Linked DNA regions of Gossypium hirsutum: region 2 is linked to region 1. A link is a contact called in public Hi-C data. All regions are on one chromosome and are shown on one strand. The core of a region is the stretch at or near the end of the contact, and the rest is flanking DNA. Distances in the headings are between cores, read along the strand shown. Region 1 holds the start of LOC107899048 (glycerol-3-phosphate 2-O-acyltransferase 6). Region 2 has its middle 4.4 kb from the start of LOC121216558.

The links. Hi-C and Micro-C count contacts between places; a contact is called where the count stands out from the background.
Region 2: a contact with region 1 is called in a Hi-C map of leaf, with 4 times the contacts expected there. The contact joins the enhancer-like site here to the promoter of LOC107899048 in region 1. A contact is called at or near these places in 5 of 34 Hi-C or Micro-C datasets (hypocotyl, leaf and seedling).

The regions. Positions count from the first base shown.
Region 1 is chrD04:47,760,194-47,764,293 of Gossypium_hirsutum_v2.1, reverse strand. LOC107899048 (glycerol-3-phosphate 2-O-acyltransferase 6) reads left to right here and starts at 2,070. Exons shown (of 2, transcript XM_041090733.1): 1 at 2,070-2,892; 2 at 3,437-4,100. The coding sequence starts at 2,275.
Region 2 is chrD04:47,875,577-47,879,676 of Gossypium_hirsutum_v2.1, reverse strand. No RefSeq gene overlaps it. Among protein-coding and RNA genes, the nearest start is that of LOC121216558, 4.4 kb to the left of the region's middle. Within about 2 kb of position 2,141, at least 2 of the 9 cell types and tissues checked have an H3K27ac peak or open chromatin away from gene starts, as enhancers often do. A contact at or near this core is called in leaf, where this site is marked.

The DNA of each region.
Region 1 (4,100 bases), core at 821-3,320:
ATTTATCAATAGTAACGAAAGAGACCCAATTGTAACCAACAAGCACACAATCATGGTTTATTTAAGTTAGATCGCACGCCCACACAACATCGCATCCATATCTCCATTACATCCACCTCTAGTACTCATCACTGGTATTAGAATAGATTAAGCAATTATTGATTTAACAGTTCTAATAGATAAGACAAATCTTAAGCAATCCCAATATTCAACAAACTTCAATATTTGTAATTAAACCAGAAGACATACAAATATTAAAGAATAAAGAAAATATTATGAATAATTAGATCTCACTAATTTTGTAGAATCAGACTTTGAAATCCCTATGACGAGAAAATAAATTAAAAGTTTATGGAGAAAATAAAACACAGAGATAAAAATAATATTAAGGTGACTATGTCTATGTATTGGTTTTAACCTAATAATATCTATTTATAAGAAAAATAATAAAATAGAAATTCCAATTTGCTTCAAATTTGTCCAAAAGCAGGCTGTTTTTGGATATCTTCTTGATTTTTTTGAGCATGGGTTGTGAAATAACTTCAGTTAGAGATTCCAATTTGCTTCAAATTGGTATATTTAGGCCCAAAATGGAGTTTTATAGTTTAAGTTATGATCAAAATATTGTAGTAGTTGTGTTGAAAGTTTAATCCGTAAAAACTTATCAAAATAAATTTTAAGTTCACTTTTCTCCAATTATTCACCTAAATCAATAATAAAATAAAATATAAATTTAAATACTATAATTAATAGCTTAAATAGCATAAATGAAGGAAAAAAGTATTACAAATAATTAAGAACTTACGCACTTATCAACACATCTCATAGTCAACAAATTTTGATAAAAATTATTACCATTATTAGCAAATGATCTAAAATTTTTATATAAAAATATAAAAAGAATTAAATTTTTAATTTTTAATTGCAAGTTCACTTGACAAGGAAGGACAAGTATGTTATACTTTATTATTTTTATGCATGTTTTAGTATATAAATTAGCAATAAATTAATTTAATTAGTAATATTTAGTCATTCTCGTGCCTTAATTTTATTAAAAAAAATAATTTATTTTAAAAAAATCTTATTTTTTACTAGAATTTTTACTTATTTTTTCAAAATTTAAATTTAAATTTGTAATAAGCAAACTAGGCATAAATATTTACAAAAATACAAAAAGTGACATTCTAATAAATATAACGGGAGGGGTGGGATAAAACCGTTCAAGATGATGATGATGATGATGATGATGATGATGATGATGATGATGATGATAGCCTATAAGATTGAGGCAGAAGCCAATAATTTTGGATATTTTGCCATCCTACTACAAAAGGTGCGGAAAGTGAAGCCAAAATATAAAGCCCTTGAGCTACCTCCAGCTGGTTCAACTGCATTACCCTCATCCCACCCGTTTTGAATTCAATGTTTCACTCAAAATTAGCTATATATTAGTATTCTTTTTCCTTTATCCTTACAGGCCTGATTCCTATTTTTTGGTCACTTTCACTAGACAAAACTCTCATGCTAAATCAACAAATAATGTATCATTGAATTAAATATTATATGACCCAAAAATTCGACGACAGACGGCTATCTTTCTAACCTAATTTCGGTAGAATTTATGCCTGGTTTAAGCAATTGGGAATTTTTTTTTATAGACTTGTCTGCGCAAGTAAAACAAGTAATTTACAACAAATTTGGCTGCTTCTTGTAGAAGTTATAGTAAAATACTAATAACCAAAAAATTTGTAACAGGATGTCATTTTATTTTTGAGGTCGGTTTAATAGAAAGTAAATTTATAGATCATCTATTAAATAAAATTGTTGATGAAACTTAAATTTTGATATTTACCGAATTTATCGAGACTTTTTACTCTTGAGAAAAAAAAAAAAAAGAAGGTGTTTTAATAAGCGGCGTGGCCGGCGCCTGGAAACTAAAAAAGTAGGCTAATTGAATGAAATGATGGTGTTGGTGTCCACCTCCAACTACTCCGACCCCTCTTCACAACTGCCCAGGTTTATACGTAAAATACATGTATATATTTGTGTTGGTAAACGTTAATTAATACTCTATTTACTGATAACCTTTCTTTTATCAATGAGAAACTATTGGTTTTCCTTATGCTTTTCTTGGTCTCAACCACGGTTTTTTCATGCTACATAAAGCCAGCGAATCGCTTCAACAATATCATTGCCATTGTCTCTTACACTCCTTATTTCTAAAAGGGAAAAAACCATTAACCCTCTTCTTCCTGCTTTGCTCTTCCCATAGTCATGGGGGCTCACCCTTGTTTTCAACCTGTTTCGAAATGTAGCAGCGAGGGAAGATCAAATCAGACGGTGGCTGCTGATTTAGATGGAACCCTTCTTGTGTCACGTAGTGCTTTCCCTTACTACATGCTTATTGCCCTCGAAGCTGGCAGCCTGTTAAGAGCACTGCTTCTCTTACTATCCGTTCCAGTCGTGTATTCTACCTACTTGTTCATCTCTGAATCTTTTGCCATTAATACCTTCATTTTCATCTCCTTTGCCGGGTTAAAGATAAGAGACATTGAGCTGGTTTCCAGGTCTGTGTTGCCAAAGTTTTATGCAGACGATGTTCACCCCGAGACTTGGAGAGTTTTCAGCTCCTTTGGTAAAAGATACATTATTACCGCAAATCCTAGAATAATGGTGGAACCTTTTGCCAAGACATTTCTAGGAGCTGATAAGGTTATTGGAACGGAGCTGCAAGTGACAAAAACAGGCAGGGCAACTGGGTTTACCATTAAACCAGGAGTTCTTGTCGGAGAACACAAAAGGGCTGCCATCTCGAAGGAATTTGGCACTGAATTACCAGATTTAGGTCTGGGAGACAGAGAAATTGACCACTATTTCATGTCATTATGCAAGGTTCTTTATCACATAACAAACCCTTCCCTTTTCTTTACCGTCATAATTGAACGTTTCAAGCTGTTTCCTAAATTAGTATAGGTTCTTAAAACAGATTCCTCCAACATAATTATTAACTTTGTGTTTACAAAAAGGTTGGTGAGAGTATTTATGCTCCATAATTTTTGTTTGATATTTCTCCTGATGTCTTTCTCAGCCTTTAGATAGCTGCTGGCTTTTTATAGTTACAACTTAAATTTCTAATGGTCCACATGGTCCCCTACTAATCTCTTCAACTTCGTTATACCATGATTAATGACTCGTGAAACTGAGATTGTCAACTACAACATGCAATTTAATTTTCACATTTTCAGGCCATTTTTACTCCAACCCTATCCTTGTGATGTTCAATATGTAGTTGTAGCCATAGATATTGAAACTAATGACTCTAATCATCGATTTAACTCTGTTTTTGTTATAAAACAAACTACCCCATATACATGACGCTAGCTAGTTTTAATTATGCATGGTCTAGCTCTTAAGTTGATGTTTTGTGTGTGTGCAGGAAGGATACATGGTGCCAAGAACCAAATGCGAGCCATTACCAAAAACCAAGCTTCTAAGCTCTGTTATATTTCATGAAGGACGGCTGGTCCAAAGACCAACCCCATTGGCTGCCCTCTTGACCTTCCTATGGCTTCCTATTGGCTTCATCCTCTCCCTACTAAGGGTCTATCTCAACATCCCTTTGCCTGAGAGAATTGCTCGGTACAATTACATGATCCTAGGAATCAAATTGATTGTTAAGGGTACCCCTCCACCTGCACCTAAGAAAGGCCAAAGTGGAGTCCTCTTTGTTTGCAACCATAGAACAGTTTTAGACCCAGTTGTTACAGCCGTTGCCCTAGGCCGAAAAATTAGTTGTGTTACTTATAGTATTAGCAAATTCACTGAAATTATTTCCCCGATTAAAGCTGTTGCTTTATCAAGGGAAAGAGAGAAAGATGCAGCTAACATCAAGCGCCTTCTCGAAGAAGGTGACTTGGTCATATGCCCCGAAGGGACTACCTGCCGAGAACCGTTTCTGCTGAGATTCAGCGCATTGTTTGCTGAACTCACTGACAGAATCGTGCCGGTGGCGATCAATGCAAGACAAACAGTTTTTCACGGAACAACGGTTAGGGGATACAAATTGTTGGATCCTTACTTCGTTTTCATGAATCCAATGC
Region 2 (4,100 bases), core at 892-3,391, 120 kb before region 1:
TAGTGACATATTAGCAATATTGTAATTAATTAAAAACATAATAAATAATTCTTTACAAAGTAGTAAATGATGATAGATACTATAAGAAGCATAATCACATAATATTTATAATTTATTTCTCATTCTAACTACTATAAAATAAACAAATCCATACTAATACAATTAGAAAATAATATAATCCACTTTTAAAATTTTTAAAATTTATTTTCATCATATTTAAACCTATATATTTACATGACAGTTTAACTTACATCTTTTGTACAGTTCTCTTCTTCAATTTTCGAACCTCAATAAACAAAAATGGAGTTAAACATTTATAATTATAAAAAGTCATAACAATTCCAAATAATTAAAAATTCTACTAAATTAAAACTTTAAAAATATAAAAAAAATTTACATACTTAAGTAGTTTAGGGTTTAAAATGGTTTTAGAGAGACTATTTTGAAAAAAAATGATTTTTTATGCCTTATTTTTCCAAACATTTGACTCCAAATATGTGGGGCTTTTTTATTATTATTTAAACTAGGTGTTTGGTTCGGGATTATCGGGTATGTATGGTCGTTGGTGATAAGGGGACTGAGAATCTCTAATGCATTCTTTCCTCCCTTGTCACCGACATGATCATACTCAAATCGTCATTTCATTTCTTAATTTCCCTTGGTCGTCATCAAATCGCCATTTCAATCACAGATTTAGTCTTCCTAAGGCCTCGATAAGCTAACACCAACTGGGTTGTCTCCCATAGAGTGTCTCAAATTCACACGAAATCGTCATTTTGGTTGGCGATTTGGTGATTAGTTGACCGACATCAAATTAGTTTGATCAATAATAATTTTGGTGCGTTATTTTAATAAATAATTATTTTTCTATATTACTTTTTTCAAAAACCTTAAGCTTATGTGGGTTTTAGAGTTTCCAACTAAAGGCCTATTTAGTAGTACTTTAAAAAAGTACTTCTGGCTCTAAAAATATTTTTGAAAGAAAAGTTGTGCTAAACAAACTGCTTTTGGCTGAAATTTTTAGTTTTTCAAAAATGCTTCTGAAAAGCACTTCTAAAAAGAAGAAGCTAAAATTTTTAGCTTTTCCTCTCCTAAAAACACTTTTGGTATTTAATTATTTTTTCACCCCTCTAATAACATAGTACTTTCCTTTTTTTTTCTTGATGCTTAATTACAAATGTTTTAAAATCATTAATTAAAAACAAAAAAAATATTTTTTAAAATACTAATTATAAATATTTAATGGTTATATTTAAATATTTAAAATATAGTTTATATATTCTAATTAAATTTGATAAATAATTAATATTTATTGCTTAAAAATATTTAAAATTTATATTTCATATATTAAAATATTAACAAGTTATAATAAATTTTTTATATTCTTACTAAAATATAATAATATTAACTAATTTAAATGCATATTTGTTACTTGATAATAACATGTCTAAAATAGATATTTTATTTCTCAGAAGCACTTTTTGACAATAATGCTAAATACTCAAATATTAAAACAAACTTTTAAAAAGTACTTTTTCACAACATTTTTCAAAAGCGTTGCTAAACTAATCCTGAGGATGATGAAGTAGACAATAGATGTTAGAATGTTATTCTTGATATTGTCAACATGGGCATGGGGAAAGATCAAAATTAATGAGCATTGAATAATCGGGCTAGGAAAGGTTAAAGTATTTTGGAGGTGCCTATATTATAGGGATTGTATTAAATTAGTTCCTCTATTATTAAATGGATCAATTTAGTCTCTATTATGTTAAAAAAAAAAGTCCAAATTATCTTGAATTATTTTTTTTCAAGTACAGTTCAATTTTATACAAAAGATTTCATTTATAGAATCATAAAAGCTTTAAAAGTATTAATTTTGTTAAACTAAATATTATTATTTTTAAACAACAAATGTTAACATTATTCTAATTTACCCTTATTTAATTCTTTTTAATTGTATAATAATTAAATTAACTCATTTAATAAAGAAAACTAATTTCATCATGTCCCTCTAATAAATCACTTCTCAAATACAATGATGCAAGGGGATTGAGTGATAGGTTGGTAGGTTTTGGGCCGAATATGAAATAGATTCGTATGCCCAAAAAGGTAAGAATTAGATAGTGGGCATATATTTCATGTGGTGGAATAAAAGTTTGATGGATGGAGAGATTTATGAGAGAATGAGCACAAGGTGGATGGATAAGGTTGAATCAATCTCTTAATCATGGCAGTTATTTCACATGAACCACTTCAACATCCTTTTATTTTATCAATTTGGATTACTGAGAGCACCTCTCTTCAATCGGAATGGGATTTTCCTTTTCTTAGTTACTGATTGTAATTTCATAAATAATTTCAATTTTCAGGAATTTGAGCTTGAAGACCGGGAATCTGGATTTCTTTTTCCATTTTTGTGTTTAGAATTCATTTGATGCGTAAAGAAGATCAATGGCGTATTTATGGGTCTGGCAGGGCCCGAATCTCTTAAAATGAAAAATTATCTATTTAAGCTCTTTAAAAATTTTAAAATTGTAAATTAGTAAATATAAAATTACACTTTAACCCCCTTAAAAATAATAAAATTTTAGTTTAATTCTTTAAAAATTATAAAGATATAAACTATTAAAAATTAAAATTTAATTTTTAACTCTAAAGGTGTTGTAGAACATGATACGAATATGAAATTAGTTCTTTTGTTGTATTATTTTTATTTTAATTACGATTTCACCCTTAAATTAGAGATCACTAAAAATATACGAATATGTGATGTCAATCTGTTTTCTGCAATGGATGGTTTCTGGGCTCCAAGTAGGTTCTTAAATTTAATGTTTTTCACGATAAAAATAATATGGAAGTTTTGTACTAAAAGTTAGATTACATTTTATCTTTTTATTAAAAAATAGATAAATTAATTCTTGTTTCTTAAAACAAAGAGCAAATTAATCATTTTTGTTAAAAATTTCATTCATTTGTATTATTAAAAACTAACATGGCTAATGGAATAACCAAACAGACATGTGACATGCCACATGTACCTCATGTTGATGTACATGGACTAGTTTTTAATAGTAGAAATAGATAGAATTTTTAATAGAAAGACCAGTTTGGTATTTGATTTAACATACATGGACTAATTTGCATATTTTTTTAATAGAGGGGATAAAATTCAATTCAACTTTTCATATAGAGGCCTCCATGATACTTTTACCATATATTTGCTCATGTTATTTAAAATTTAGTGTTTAATAATGTTTATGATTTTATAATTATTTAATCTTAATATTTTTAATAACTTTTATATTTTTAATATTTTTTGGCTGGTCAAATTCAATGGAACACCATTAAATATTTTTGACCAAAATGTATACTAGAAGAATAGTTGATGTAAAAAAAAATGGTTGAGGTGATTATGACAAATCTTTGGACGTTGTAGATTTGCATTTGGGATGGTTCTGACATGCAAAGATTGTCAACATTTGATATTAAAAAGCTTTTAGCTTCTTCAAGTTTGAATATTCATGTAATTTTCAGTATGCCGTAAAAATCATGAAATTTTGGATGTGAAAAGCACCATTATGTCAACATAATGCGAGTAACTTGTAAAAATCATGGAATTTTCATCGGCCACTCTGATGGTGAATGAAAAATGTGCCACAACCCTTCATTGATGATTGAATGCAACACAAATAGCCCTTAAAGCTTTATATATCAAAACAATCATTTGGGGTAAGAGCCGTAGACAGCCTCTTCAAAGCAAGCCCCAAGGGATGCTTCATGATTTTATCATCATCCCTTGATTCAACACAAGCGTCCCTCGACCCTTCTAAGAGTACAATAGCGTCTCTCTGCAATACCAAACCACCCCATATTTATGTGTTACAACATATTTAAGTTTTAAAACATATTTAAGCATCCAATTATGGAAATATATATATATATATATATATATAAGGCTCAAAGAAAAATTACAAAAGAAACAACTTTAATAATAACAAGCACAACAAGCTTCAAGTTTTTAGGACCAATCCCCACATTCTTGTCAGTCCAAGCCCTCTTCAAATATTGGGTCAGTTTAAGAAAAAAGGTTTCAAGTT